Regions from separate parts of the Mus musculus genome. Here region 2 is linked to region 1. Evidence: chromatin contacts called from public HiChIP or PLAC-seq data. All regions are on one chromosome and are shown on one strand. Each heading gives the region's core, a stretch centred on a gene start, on an enhancer-like site or on the middle of the called end of the contact. The rest is flanking DNA. Distances are from core to core; before and after follow the strand shown. Region 1 has its middle 18 kb from the start of Fis1. Region 2 holds the start of Ap1s1 (adaptor protein complex AP-1, sigma 1).

Evidence for each region. HiChIP or PLAC-seq counts read pairs in DNA pulled down with a chosen protein or histone mark.
Region 2: an H3K27ac HiChIP or PLAC-seq map of embryonic stem cells shows a contact between it and region 1, with 6 read pairs. The contact joins the promoter of Ap1s1 here to the enhancer-like site in region 1. A contact is called at or near these places in 3 of 39 promoter capture datasets (the 3T3-L1 cell line and stem cell-derived epiblast-like cells), 4 of 484 Hi-C or Micro-C datasets (adipose-derived mesenchymal stem cells, embryonic stem cells and nephron progenitors), 3 of 115 datasets of contacts at active chromatin or transcription factors (embryonic stem cells and memory CD8 T cells) and 3 of 9 other capture datasets (adipose tissue, liver and pancreatic islet).

What each region holds. Positions count from the first base shown.
Region 1 is chr5:136,941,141-136,947,834 of GRCm38.p6, reverse strand. No RefSeq gene overlaps it. Among named protein-coding and RNA genes, the nearest start is that of Fis1, 18 kb to the left of the region's middle. Within about 2 kb of position 4,249, at least 13 of the 459 cell types and tissues checked have an H3K27ac peak or open chromatin away from gene starts, as enhancers often do. A contact at or near this core is called in embryonic stem cells and nephron progenitors, where this site is marked.
Region 2 is chr5:137,043,740-137,050,679 of GRCm38.p6, reverse strand. Ap1s1 (adaptor protein complex AP-1, sigma 1) reads left to right here and starts at 4,572. Exons shown (of 5, transcript NM_007457.3): 1 at 4,572-4,672. The coding sequence starts at 4,670.

The sequences.
Region 1 (6,694 bases), core at 3,000-5,499:
TAAGTGCTGCGATTAAAGGCATTGCCTTTGAAAAAGATATTTATGCATTTATTTTATTTTGTGTGTGTTTTATGAGTATATGAATGCAGATTAATAACAGAGGCCATGAGAGCATGTTGGATCCACCCCCCACCTCCCCCACCCCCGGAGCTGGAGTTACAGGTAGTCATGAGCTGCCTGACATGGTGTTTTAGGGTTTCTATCGCCACGGAGAGACATCATGATCCTGGCAACTCTTTGTTTTTGAGACAGGGTTTCTCTGTGTAGCCCTGGCTGTCCTGGAACTCACTTTGTAGATCAGGCTGGCCTCGAACTCAGAAATCCGCCTGTCTCTGCCTCCCGAGTGCTGGGATTAAAGGCATGTGCCACCATGCCAGGCTACCGGCCTGGCAACTCTTATAAAACATTCAACTGGGGCTGGGCTTAGTCTGTCGTCATGGCAGGAATCTTGGCAGCATGCAGGCAGATGCCAAAAAAGTTGCAGAGAGTTCTACATCTGGGATGATGACATTGGGCCTGCCTTGAGCATCTTTGAAATCTCAAAACCCAACTCAGGTGACACATTTCTTTAAACAAAACCACACCCACTCCAACAAGGTCACACCTCCCAATAGTGCCACCCCCCCCCCATAGTGTGATGTTATGGGGCCATTTCCATTCAAATCACCACACGTGGGTTCTGGGAACTGATCTCAGGTCCTGTGGAAGAGCAGCAAGCTCTCCTAACTACTGTGTCCCCAGTCCAGGATGACCCATCTTGATTATGCTATCCCCTGGGCAGGAGGATCTTGGACCATACAGGATGGAGACAGTAAAGCAAACACTAGCATGCACACACCCTTTGTCCGCTGGTTCTCTGAAAGCAGATAGTCCTTGCATAAGACCCTCTAGTGGTTCATATGCTGGGAGTGTGTCTCTCTACATGACTGCATTAGTGGGATCTTTAAAAACTGACGTCTGCCAGGCATGGTGGTGTATGCCTTTAATCCTAGAACTTGGGAGGCAGAGGCTCTACAAAGGCTACAAAGGCTCTACAGAGGCTCTACAAAGTGAGTTCCAGGACAGCCAGGGCTATACAGAGAAACCCTGTCTCGAAAAACAAAGACAAACAAACAAACAAACAAAAAACCAACAAGGGGCTGGAGAGATGGCTCAGTGGTTAAGAGCACCGACTGATCTTCCGAAGGTCCTGAGTTCAAATCCCAGCAACCACATGGTGGCTCACAACCATGCGTAATAAGATCTGACGCCCTCTTCTGGTGCATCTGAAGACAGCTACAGTGTACTTAGATATAATAATAAATACATCTTTAAAAACAAAACAAAACTGAGGTCTAGTGGGGACTGCTTGGGTCAGGCCACCCTTGTAAAGGGGTCTGTGACCGAGTTAGGTCTTGCAGAAGTGAGAACAGGATCTTAGAGGAGAGCAAGCCTTGGGAGCTGCAGAGATGGGAAGAACACTTTCTGCTCTTGCATGGATGGCTCACAACAGCCTAGACATCCAGCTTGAGGAAATCCAGTGTCCGCTCTCTCCTCCGCAGGCCAAGGAGATCTCCTAACAGACTGGCTGCTAATACTCCCATCCATGATCATGGCCCTCCACACTTGGTCACTCCCTGGGTGACAATTCTACATCCATAGGGGAACCTCAGGTGGGTAATGTTTTAACAGTTTGTGCTTGATTCACACTTCGGTGCAATAGTATTTTTTTTTCCAATTTTTGTACACGTTTGTGTTGGCAAGCACATGCGTGCCACAGGACGCGTGTGAAGGTGGGAGGCCAGCCTCCATAGTCAGTTCTTCCCTTTCTACTATGTGGGATTTGGGGGAATTGAACTTAAGTTGTCAGGCCTAATGGCACATTCCTTTATCCAATGAGCTATCTCCTTGACCCCATTTTTCTTTTTAAATTTGTATTTAATTTTATTTGGGGGGAGGGCATGTTGAGCCAGGGTTTCTCTGTGTAATAGCCTTGACTGTCCCGGAACCCACTTTGTAGTTTAACTCACAGAACTCCACTGCCTCTGCCTCCTGTGTCTGTGCATCATGTGCCTGCCCCTGTTGGGTGGTTCACAACCACCATAACTGCAGTTCTAGGAGATTTGCTTCTCTTTTCTGGCCTCTTAAACACACACACTCCACAAATAAACCTTAGAAAAAGAAAAGTCTCTGTAGCCAGGCAGGGATGGCGCACGCCTTTAATCCCAGCACTTGGGAGGCAGAGGCTGACGGATCTGAGTTCGAGGTCAGCCTGGTCAACAGAGTGAGTTCCAGGACAGCCAGGGCGACACAGAGAGACCCGAGACCTTGTCTTGCGGGGGAGGGGAAAAGTCACTGTAATGCAAACTCAGCGGCTTCTGGCTTTGGTTTTGTTTTGAAGTAAAATTGGGGAGCCCATCACTTATGGGGAGGAAAGCTAACATAGCCGTTACCCCAAACGCCCCAGCCGCCCCAAACCCTGGGGAGCATTCAGGTGCTGAGGAGGATGTTCTCGAAGGCCAGCGATGACTAAGAGCTAAGCGGAGGCTGCTTCCTCTGGAAAATGAGATCCCATCAAGCAGAGCGAGTCTAAGCACCGAGTGTTCTCCAGTGTCAAAGTTGTTCAAGTATTTTTAAACTGCAGAGACTTTTATTGATTTAACCAGCTGAAGATGGGATGAAGGCAATGGAAAATTGCGAAGACGTGTCTCATTAGATGAGGCTCCCCACCCCCTGCTACTATATATTTAGAAGGTTTTTGTTCAATACGGAACAAAACCCTGAGCTTTATATGTGTTACGGGCAGAATGGTGTCCCACCTTCTATCCCCAAAGTCAGAGTGAAGTCCTAATTGTGGAACCTGATAATAGACTATATTTAGGATTTTCTTTCTGCCCTCACCCCTACTCATCGCCCCCTCCCTCCATTCTTCCTTTATTCTGTTTTATTGTGTGGGTGGGTGGTTGGAAAGAGGCACGTGTGCATGTGCTAGCATATAAGGATGGAGGTCAGAGAACAATTTGTAGGAGTCTTTTCTCTCTGTAGGTCTGGGGGATCAAACTCAGGTCACCAGGCATGATGGCTGGCACGTTTACCTGCTAAGGCATCTTGCAGGCTCTTGCCTCTTGCTGTGAGCTCTTGCTGCATAGCCTGGGCTGGCCTGGCAATGGGTCCCTTGGCTTCAGTCCTTAGGGTGCTGATCACCCAGAGACCTCAGCCTCTCACACAGCAGGTGTCCTCCTTCGAGCTACCTGGGACATAGGGACGTCATCTAAGCTACAGATCTCCTAAGAAAAGTTATATGTGTGCACAGGAGCACAAGTGCCCACAGAAACTGGAGGATAGTGCTGTTTCACCCCAGAGTGGGAGTTACAGGTGGTTGTAAGCCACTAGTGTGGGTGCTAGGATCCCAGTTCAGGGCCTTTGAAAAAGAAGTATGTGCTCTTAACCAATGAGCCACCTTGCTAGACCCCCAAAGTGGTTTTTTTCGAGACAGGGTTTCTCTGTGTAGCCCTGGCTGTCCTGGAACTCACTTTGTAGACCAGGCTGGCCTCGAACTCAGAAATCAGCCTGCCTCTGCCTCCCGAGTGCTGGGATTAAAGGCGTGCGTCACCACGCCTGGCTGGTATCATCTTTAAGAACAACATCTACCACCTTTGAAACAGGGTCTCTCCCTGGCCTAGAGCTCACCAATTAGGCCAAACTACGCTGGTGTGTTACTACTGAGCCATGCCCCCAGCCCCTCACTGGGGGATTCTAGGCAGAGAGCCACACCTCCAGCCCCTCACTGGGGGATTCTAGGCAGAGACTCTACCACCGAGCCACGCCCCCAGCCCCTCCCTGGGGGATTCTAGGCAGGGGCTCTACCACTGAGCCATGCTCCCAGTCTCTCCTGGGGGATTCTAGGCAGGTGACCACTGAGAGCCCTTGTGGGATTGTCATCTGGCTCTGTGATAAAAATGCCCTGACAAGCTTATTGTGGTGCTGCATGCCTTTAAACCTACCACAAGGTGGGTAGAGGCAGGAGGATCTCTGTGAGTTTGAGCCCAGCCTGGTCTACATAAGAAATTCTAGGCCAGCTAGAGCACCATCAGAGACCCTGTCTCCAACTCCCAGCCCCCCCCAAAGAAAACAAAAACAAACACCCCCCCCCCACAACAACAACAACAACAAAAGGCCACTCAGGGGAGCCAGGTTAATCTGGCTCATGGTCTCAGGTAACAGTCCTCACAGCAGGCATGCTGCAGAGGCAGGAGCTGCTGGCCTTGTCTTACTAAGTAGTTTCATGATGGCCTTTAACTCTCCCATCCTCTGGCTCCACATCTGGAGCACCAGGTGGGATGGAGCCCAGAGTTTCCTCCAGGCTAGGTGAGAACCCGCAGCTGGGCTGTGGTCCACTTGCATTGCTATGCTGGCTCGGCATGTTTTAGCTCTTCAGTGCTGTGGGTTGAACTGTACACATATTAAATAATGCGTGCATCCTGTTCCAGAGGCCAACTCCCCAGACCTTTTATATGTTCATTTCGAGAGAACTCTATACTTAGGAGACAGAGGCAGGCAGGTCTCTGTGAGTCTGAGGTAAGCCTGGTCTACATAGAGAGTTCCAAAGTTACATAGTAAAACCCTATCTCAAAAAAAAAAAAAATTCCTTCTGAGATCTCAAGAGATTCTCAAAGAGTTTGGGCTGGCCTCGATCCTCCTGCCTCTGGAGACCTGGAATCGTGGCTTTGCACCACTGTGCTTGGCCTTTAATATTTCTTCAGATATGAGCAGAGTCCCTCCATGAAGCTGTCAGGCCTGGAGATTTCCTTTGTTTGAGTGTGAGGCTAGAGTTAACAGAGAAGGTTTTCTTTTTTTTAAGCACAGTTTCACATATCTCCGTAGCCATGGCAATGACCCCTGGTCAAATTCTGAGAACTAGAATCCTCACTGAGAGATTGGTAAGAGGTTCTTTTCTGTGCCCAAAATAGAATCAAGAGGAACCAGGCAGCAAACCAGCACTGAGGGGCACACCTGTAGACTGAGCCCCTGAGGGGTGGAGGCAGGAGGATGAGGAGCTCATTTGGGCTACATAGCTTGAGGCCAGCCTGAGCTGGGCTACATGCAACCCTGGGGCAGAAAAAGATGAACTAAGGACTGGAGAGATGGTTCAGTGGGCAAGAGTGCTTGCTTTGCAAACATGGGGCTCTTAGTTCAAATTCCCAGCATGGTGTAAAAAGCTAAGCATGGCTGTTTGCATGCCTGTAACCCCAGGACGGTCAGGGTGGTGGAGGGACAGGACTTCGTAAGGGATCCCACATGTACTGTAGTGACACCTTGTCTCAAGGCAGTAAGGTGGGACAGCCGAAGTCCTCTCCTTATTGGCATATGCAACTGCACACACGAGCACATACAACAAACATACCTACAGGAATTTAACAGAATGATGAACTAGGCTGTCCTGGTAGCTCTGGTTTGGGTCTGGAGGTGGGGCCTGGTTGGAGGAAGTCCATCACTTCGGACTTGTAAAGACTTCAAGCATCCCTGGTCCAGACTCGAGGAGGAGAGCAGCTTAGTTTGCTACCTGCTTCCTGACATGAATGACCTCTGCCTTGACCCAAAGCAGTCAGAGCCTGGGCCGACACCCGGGCTTGAATGCACTCTTCTAGGTGAAGACCTCGGACATTTTGTCAAAGTAACAAAAAGCTAACAAGGGCAGGTTTACTTTCTAAAATGTGTGCTGTGTGCTGTGTGTGAGCATGTGATTATGTTTGACTCTGCATGTTGTCACAGGACAACTTGGAGGCACCAGGGTCCCTCCCTCTGCCATGTGGTCCCAGGGGTCAGAGCCAGGCTCTCAGGCTTGGTGACAGGTGCCCTTACCCACCGATGCTTCTCATTAGCCCTTTCTGTGTGTGTGCATATGTGTACGTACCCACATTTGCAAATGCAGAGGGTCCTGCTCTATCACCTTCAGCCTTTTGCCCTGGAGACAGGCTCTCTCGCTGAATCTGGAGCTGGACTGGCACCTGACAAGCCCCAGAATTTGACTCTGCCTCCACAGCCCTGAGCTCACAGGGTTACAGTGTGGCCTTGACTGTTTTTTGGTTTTTGGTTTTTCGAGACAGGGTTTCTCTGTGTAGCCCTGGCTGTCCTGGAACTCACTTTGCAGACCAGGTTGGCCTCGAATTCAGAAATCCGCCTGCCTCTGCCTCCCAAGTGCTGGGATTAAAGGCGTGCGCCACCACACCGGGCTTTTTTTATTTTTTTATTTTTTGGCCTTGACTGTTTTATGTGGGCTCTGGAGATTTGAACTCGGATCCTCCTGCATCAAGCACTCTTACCCAGAGAACCATCTCTTCAGTCCCCCAGCATTTTAAAAGTAGGCATGAAGATTCACTGTACTCACCTGTGGCTTTGTATGGGAGCTTGGTGGTCACATAACAGGCACGGGCCCAACTCCCGTGGAGAATTTTGACTTTAGGACTCGTGAGATTTCCAGGACAAGGACATCCCAACCCAGCCTCTGTAGCGGTGAATCTCCTCCCAAATATGCCCCGGCAAAGAAAACACATAACAGTTCATGTGATTACAGCTGTGCGCCTAGACTGGGCAGATCTGCCGCTACACTACCATCTTGCACATCTATGAGACCCCTTAGAACTTGCGGTATCTCCAGGCCATGTGCTTCCGCTCCGATCTTCTCCTTCTTCCTCCTCCTCCTCTGCGTCCTCTC
Region 2 (6,940 bases), core at 3,323-5,822, 100 kb before region 1:
TGAGTTCAATGCTCAGAAACCACATGGTGGCTCACAACCATTTGTAATGAGATCTGATGCCCTCTTCTGGTGTGTCTGAAGACAGCTACAGTGTACTTATATATACTAAATAAATAAATCTTAAAAAATAACATAAGATCTTCTGTAGTCTAAGCTCACCTTGAACTCACTATGTAGTGGCTAAATACCTACTGAACCTCCTGCTTCTGCCTCCCGAAGGCTAGGGTTATAGGTGTATATCATCATAGTTGTTTATATAAGGCATTGGGAATCAAACCCAGAGTTTCGTTCCTATTAGCCAAGCCCTCTACCGTCTGCATGCTGGCTAGGGAGAGGAACAGTTGATAAGACTGTCAGCCTCACCTCCCATTACCCACTTCAGCATTTTCCTGCTCTTTCCCCGCCTGCCAAGTGGAAAGGCAGAATAGGCAACCACACAGGGGCAATGCCCAGCCCCCACACTGAGTAAGCTCGGCCTGCAAACCCCATCTTCCCAACAGTTCTCTTGGGAATCACCACCTCTTTTCCACAGTTAGGCAAACCGGGATGAGGAATTATAGAAGTTCTCACCTTTCCAGGGGTGTGGGGCTACATCTCTGGAGCCTTCAAACTTGGCAGGCAGATGGCTAGCTCTCTGCATCCACCCATCCCCATGTTTATTTGTATGTGCAAGAGAGAGAGCGTGTGTGTATGCACTCACCTTACTATGAATGGAGGGCTGAGAAAAACTCATGGTAACTCTAGGTGGGAATTGTGAGTGTCCATACCTCTTTAATAGAGAGAGGGGAAGAAAGGGAGATGGAAAGAGTACACACTCAAAGCCTATCAGTATATATTCTTCCACTATGTGAGTGGGGATCAAACTCAGATTATCAGGTATGATTGGCAGCAGGTGCTTTTAGTCACTGAACCACCCTGACAATCCATTTAGTGTGTGTGTGTGTGTGTGTGTGTGTGTGTGTGTCTGTGTCTGTGTCTGTGTCCGCATGAGTTTATGTGTACTATGTGCATACATGGTGCCCGAAGAGGTCAGAAGATTTTGGATCTTGTAAAACTGAAGTTACAAGTGGTTGTGAGCCACCCATTGTGGGTACTGGGACCCAAACCTGGATCCTCTGAAACAGCAGTTAGCACTCTAATCACTGAACCATTTTTCAGCCCAACCCTCCTCCTCCTCCTCCTCCTCCTCCTCTTCTTCTTCTTCTTCTTCTTCCTCTTCCTCTTCCTCTTCCTCTTCTGAGAGAGAGAGAGTTGAATGGATCACCTATGACTAAGCATCTTAGGATACCCTGCCACAGGAACTGGGTTCTCTTCTAACCAATCCAGGATTTATATCCTTACCAAAAAAAAGGAAAGAAAGAAATGGCCACAACACCTAAGACTTGGTCAGAGGACAACTTGTGGGCATGAGTTTTCTCCTTCCACTTTGTGGGTGCCAGGAGATAAACTCGGCAGGCATGGTGGCAAGTGCCTTTACCTGCTGAGCCATCTCCTTGGTCTTTTATTTTTGTGTGACAGGGTCTCATGCACCCTGTTAGCATTTTCTCTAGGCTCTGCCCTGCGGTTACCTAGCAACAGCCAGGTATGAGGCTCACATATAAGAACTTATATACACATATATACCGCTCTCCACCTACTTCCTTCCACCCTCCGTGTCTCCCTCCCTCCCTCCCTCCCTCCCTCCCTCCCTCCCTCCCTCCCCCCTCTCTCCCCCTCCAGTGTTCCTCTTCCCCACTTCCTCTCTCCTTCTGTCCTTCTCTACTGCTACCCCCTCCTCCAGGTCCCAAATAAATTCCCTTTTATATTAGGCCTGTCCTCGTATGGCTTGAGTGTTCATGGGGACACCTTGGCAGGGTCTGCTAAGGTCCTCCCTCCCTCGTGTTTCCATTTCATAAACCCCCTAGGCTGACTTCAACCTAGCTATATAGAGAGGAATGGTTTTCAACTCCTGATCTTCCTGCCTCTAAGGGCTGGGATTACTGGTGTTTGCCACCACACCCAATTTATGCTGGGCTAGGAGCAGATCCTAGGGTTTCACTCAGGGTATGCAAGCAAGTGGTCCATCAACTAAGCCACATCCCCAGCCCTAGTGAGCTTTAAATTGCGTGCCATTCTTAAGGAGTCCCCCTCTGTCCCAAATCATCTCTTTGTCCAATCCTCACACGTTAATTCCTTAGGAGGACCCCATCCTGCTAGCCAGGTTGAGCAGTCTTGCTTTCAAACGCCCATTCATCTCCTGAATGATTCTAACGTGCGAAAATAATAACAGAGGCAGCTCCGTTACTATACATTGTTAAAATCATTTGGGTTTTTAAATTTTTATAATTTTTATTTATGTGTGTGCGTATGTATGCACATGCAAGTGGATGTACAGGTGCCCCTGAGGCCAGAAGAAGGGGTTGGATTCCTGGAGCTGGAATTACAGGCACTTGTGAGCCACCCATGGGGACAGGGGAGGGGGTGCTGGGAACTGGACTAGGGTCCTCATCTGCTCCTGGTCACTAAGCCATCTCTCCAGCTCCTAGTCTTGGTTTTGTTCCTTAGGTCCATTCTCTGCATAAGTTATAAATTGAATTTTATTATACGTATAGGGAAGCTTCCGTTTCACACAGTCAGAGGCTTCAGGAGTCGATTGGGAGTCTTGGAATGCCATCTCTAGAGGATAAAAAGAGGACTGTGTTGTTAATCCTTCAGCCAAAAAAAAATCCGAGTTCCTTAAATCCAAACCTCTTCACTAAAGACAGAAGGACAAACAGGGGAGTAGAGAAATGGAGAGAGAGAAAGCTCTAAAACTCCTGCTACAATTTAAATTCTTTTTACAGTCACATTTACCTATGCTTTAAACTGTTCGGTTTCAATTTCACCACACGCTGGTTTTTTGGTTTTTTTTGTTTTTTGTTTGTTTGTTTGTTTTTTTTGTTTCTTTGGCTTTTCGAGACAGGATTTCTCTGTGTAGCCCTGGCTGTCCTGGAACTCACTCTGTAGACCAGGCTGGCCTCGAACTCAGAAATCCACCTGCCTCTGCCTCCTGAGTGCTGGGATTAAAGGAGTGCATCACCAATGCCCAGCTCCCACTGCTCTCTTTACATAGCCTAGTCTGGCCTTGAACCCTCTTGACCAGTCCTCTTGCCTCTGCCTCCCCAGGGACCAGATTACAGGCATGTGCACAATAATGCCTGGCTAAATTGTTTTGTTGCTCAACGATTTTTTTTTTTGACATTGTGTCTCAGTCCATAAAATGAACTAGCTATGTAGTCAAGAGTCATTTTGAACTCTTGATCTTAGTACATCTGCTTGTACCTTCCAAATAATCACATAATAGGTGTATACCAGCACATCCAGTTTGGTACACACACACACACACACACACACACACACACACACACACACACACACACACATATTCCTCCATAGCCCCAAAACTGGTCATGACCTCTTGCTCTTCCTGCCTCAGCCTCTGCAGGGCTGGGATTGTGACTTGCCTCACCACACCCAGTTCTGGAATCCCACTCTTGCTTGCTTGACAGAGCCACACTGTGTAGTCTAGGCTGGCTGTAGCCTTCTGGCTATGGGGATTACACCACACCCCTTTAATACTATAAGATTCTCTTCATTTCTTCCCCTTTCTCCTTAATTTACAATTTCCTCCCATTCTTTATATTCCTGTTACAGTATTCCCATTTTCAACAATTTTTTTATCCCTGATTTTTATCCCTGGTTTAGTTTTTTTTTAAGATTACATTTTACAAGTGTATTTTGTGTTGCCTGTGACCATGTCTGTCTGTCTGTGTGTGTGTGTATATATGTGTGTGTGTGTGTGTGTGTGTGTGTGGTGTATACAAGCTAGGGTGCTTGCTTATACAGAGGTCAGAGGACAATTTGCAGGAGTCAGTTCTTTCTTTCCACCTTGTGGGTTTGGGGAAACATCTTTACAATCCGAACCATCATATCTGCACTGTTTTGTGTCACTTTTGTTGTTGTTGTTGTTGTTGGAGACAGGCTCTCTGTGGCCTTGGGTGGTCAAGACCGTGCCATGTAGCTGCAGCTGAACTCCTGTCTCTGCCTTCCAAGTGTAGAGATCACAGGATACACCACCACACCTGCCTTGTTTGCTTTGGGGACAGGATCTTGCTTGCTCTGGAACCCTGAGCTGTCCTTGAACTCTTTATTCTCCTAGCCTACCGGTCTCTATTTCCCTCATCCTGCCCATCACCACCCTCTGACTGATGTTTTCCACATCATTCCTCCCAACTTCTTCATCAGCTCCAAAGATCGTGCATACACCTCTCACCCTTTTCCCGCCTTTTTCCCCCACAAATGCTCCAAAGCTCGAAGTCCTCATTGTCCTCTACCCCCTCCCTTCCCATCCTCCAATCAACCCACCAAGACAGCCCTGTTACCATGACGACCAGGCTTTTGCAAAACTGAAGTCAAGGACCTGGTTGCCATGGTTTCCGCTTCTCCGCCTCCAGCCCCGCCTGCGCGCCGGATGAGATGGGGGTGGGTCGCTGCAGCGTTGGCGCCTGCGCAATGCGTCCGTGCTTGGAGCCGGCGAGGCCTTGGGGCGGGGCTTCAAGCGGAGAGGGAGGGAAAAGAAAAGAATCCGACTGGGAGTGGAGCTGGCTTCTACGGTGGCCGGAGAGGGACGCACCGGGCTGGAGGCTGCAGGATGGTAGGCTGTGAGGAGAGGGAGGGGACGGGGACCCGAGGGGCGTGGGCTGTACCTGCAGGGGTCCGGAGGGGGGCTGCCCTTTGTGGGAGTCGCCCTGTCTTCCCTGTGGTCCGCAAAGGATCCACTTCCTGGAGCTGCTGGAGAGAGCTGACCTCGGAAGCTGGAAATGGCACTAGGGACAGGGGTTGGGAGGAGTCTTGCTGGTTAGGAGAGAGGGGACTAGAGCTGAATGGTGGCGGGACTGTCCCGAGCCTGGAGAAGCGCTCGGGACTCTGGGAATCTTTAAGACCCTCCCAGGCACTGCCGCAGGGAAGGCACGAGGTTGGGGCGCCGGGGTCACTCGGGATGGTTGCAGGTCGCCGAAACCCCTTCCCTTGAGGCCCACACTGGAGCATGGCCCATGGAGAGCTCGGTGTGGGAGGGAACAGTTTCCGGGTCTCTGGAGTGAACCTCCTGTCTCGCTTCCTTGACAGCTCACCCGGAGTTCTGGCTCAGGTGGGCTCTAGGGTTTGCCGTCGGGGACCTAGGCTCTGGAAGACTCCCTACTTTGGCAATCCCAGCTCTCCACCCTCTCCGGGGCATTTTCTTTTCCGGAACCCAGGCCTTCCTGCTGTAGCTGTCACCTCCTTTTCTTAACTACACAGGACTCCCTCAGTTCTTCACCTTCCCTATCCCCCCCACCAACAGTACTTACTTCTAGCTTCTGGGGTGTTGTTTTCTTTTAACTTAACCTGCTAAACTGGAAGTGTGGGACACACACAGATATCCCAACCCGGGCCATGTTCTCAGAGCTGTTTGCTGGGAATTGAGTTCAGGATATGGAATGAGGAACCTCTGCAACTGGTAATAAAACTAGGGCCATGCGGGAAGCAGTGAGGACTCTGCTTGCTAGTTATTCCACAGACATTCCCTAGGAGAGCCCTCCAGGGTGACTATGCCCCTGTCTGAGGGACCCAGTGATCAGTCACCTGATGTCTCAGAAGAAAGGTCAGGCCTTAGAGTGCACACCTGTAACCTGGTACTCAGAGGTAAGAAAAAGGGAGATCAGAAAACCAAGGGCAGCCTTCGCTACTTAGGGAATTGAGATCAGCCTGTGCTACATGAAACATTGTCTCACAAAAGAAAGACAGAAAAGAGGGCCAGAGAGACGGCTCAGCTTGTCCGGGTGGCTGATAACCTGAGGTCATTCCCAGGAGCCATGTGGTGGAAGGAGGGGACTGACTCCTCCTCTGACCTCTGCATGTAAGTGATGGCACGTGGGTGCCCCACACATACGTGTAAAAGAATATAAAAGAACGCTTTAAAGAAACTGGAAGCCGAGCGTGGTGGCACACACCTTTAATCCCAGGACTAGGGAGGCAGAGGCAGGCAGATCTCTGAGTTCGAGGCCAGCCTGGTCTACAAAGTGAGTTCCAGGACAGCCAGGGCTACACAGAGAAACCTTGTCTAAAAAAAAAAAAAGCTGGGAAGAGAGGCAGTATGTGGAACTAAATGTGTGGATGGTGGAGAAAAATGGAGGGTAAAATCTGAATATTTCTGCCAAGCACAGTTCTATTTATATACACTACTCAGGGAAGAGTATCGACAGGTATGGGACTGACGAGAGGCCATATTGAGTCAGAGGCATCTGAAGGTTTATGGCAGGATCGGGTAGGGCGTCTGTGAGACATGGCGTCTAGAAGAACACACAGAGAACTGTTGTCTGTTGGCCTCAGCTTATCATGAGGCTAGGCATCTTCTCCATGGAAAACAGGGTTAGGAAACAGAAGGTCAGGGGAAAATAGCAGCACCTAGCATGTTACAAGTCCTACTGTGTGTCAGGCACCCTCATAAATGAACAAACCCACTATGTAGACACATGCGCACATACACAGAATTAAAACTAATAAAAATGTGCTGGAGAGATGGCTCAGTAGTTAAGAGCATGCGTTGCTCTTGCAGAGGTCCTGAGTCTGATTCCCATCACCCACATGGTGGCTCACAACCATCTATAACTCCGGTTACGGAGGACTCAACAGGCGTGCATGTGTCACACATACATGTGGGCACATAAATATCATACACATAACGTAAATCTTTAATGATAATAACAAATCTTAAAAGACCTCCAGAAGAAAGTATTATTTCTATCCTGCGGATAAAGAAATGGAGCTTTAAAGACTGCTTAATCCTTTTCAAAACCAATCAGACTGCTCAGTGGGTAAAGGCCCCTGTGGCCGAGCCTGACTGACGAGCTGAATTTGATCCCTGGAGCTCACACAGTAGAAG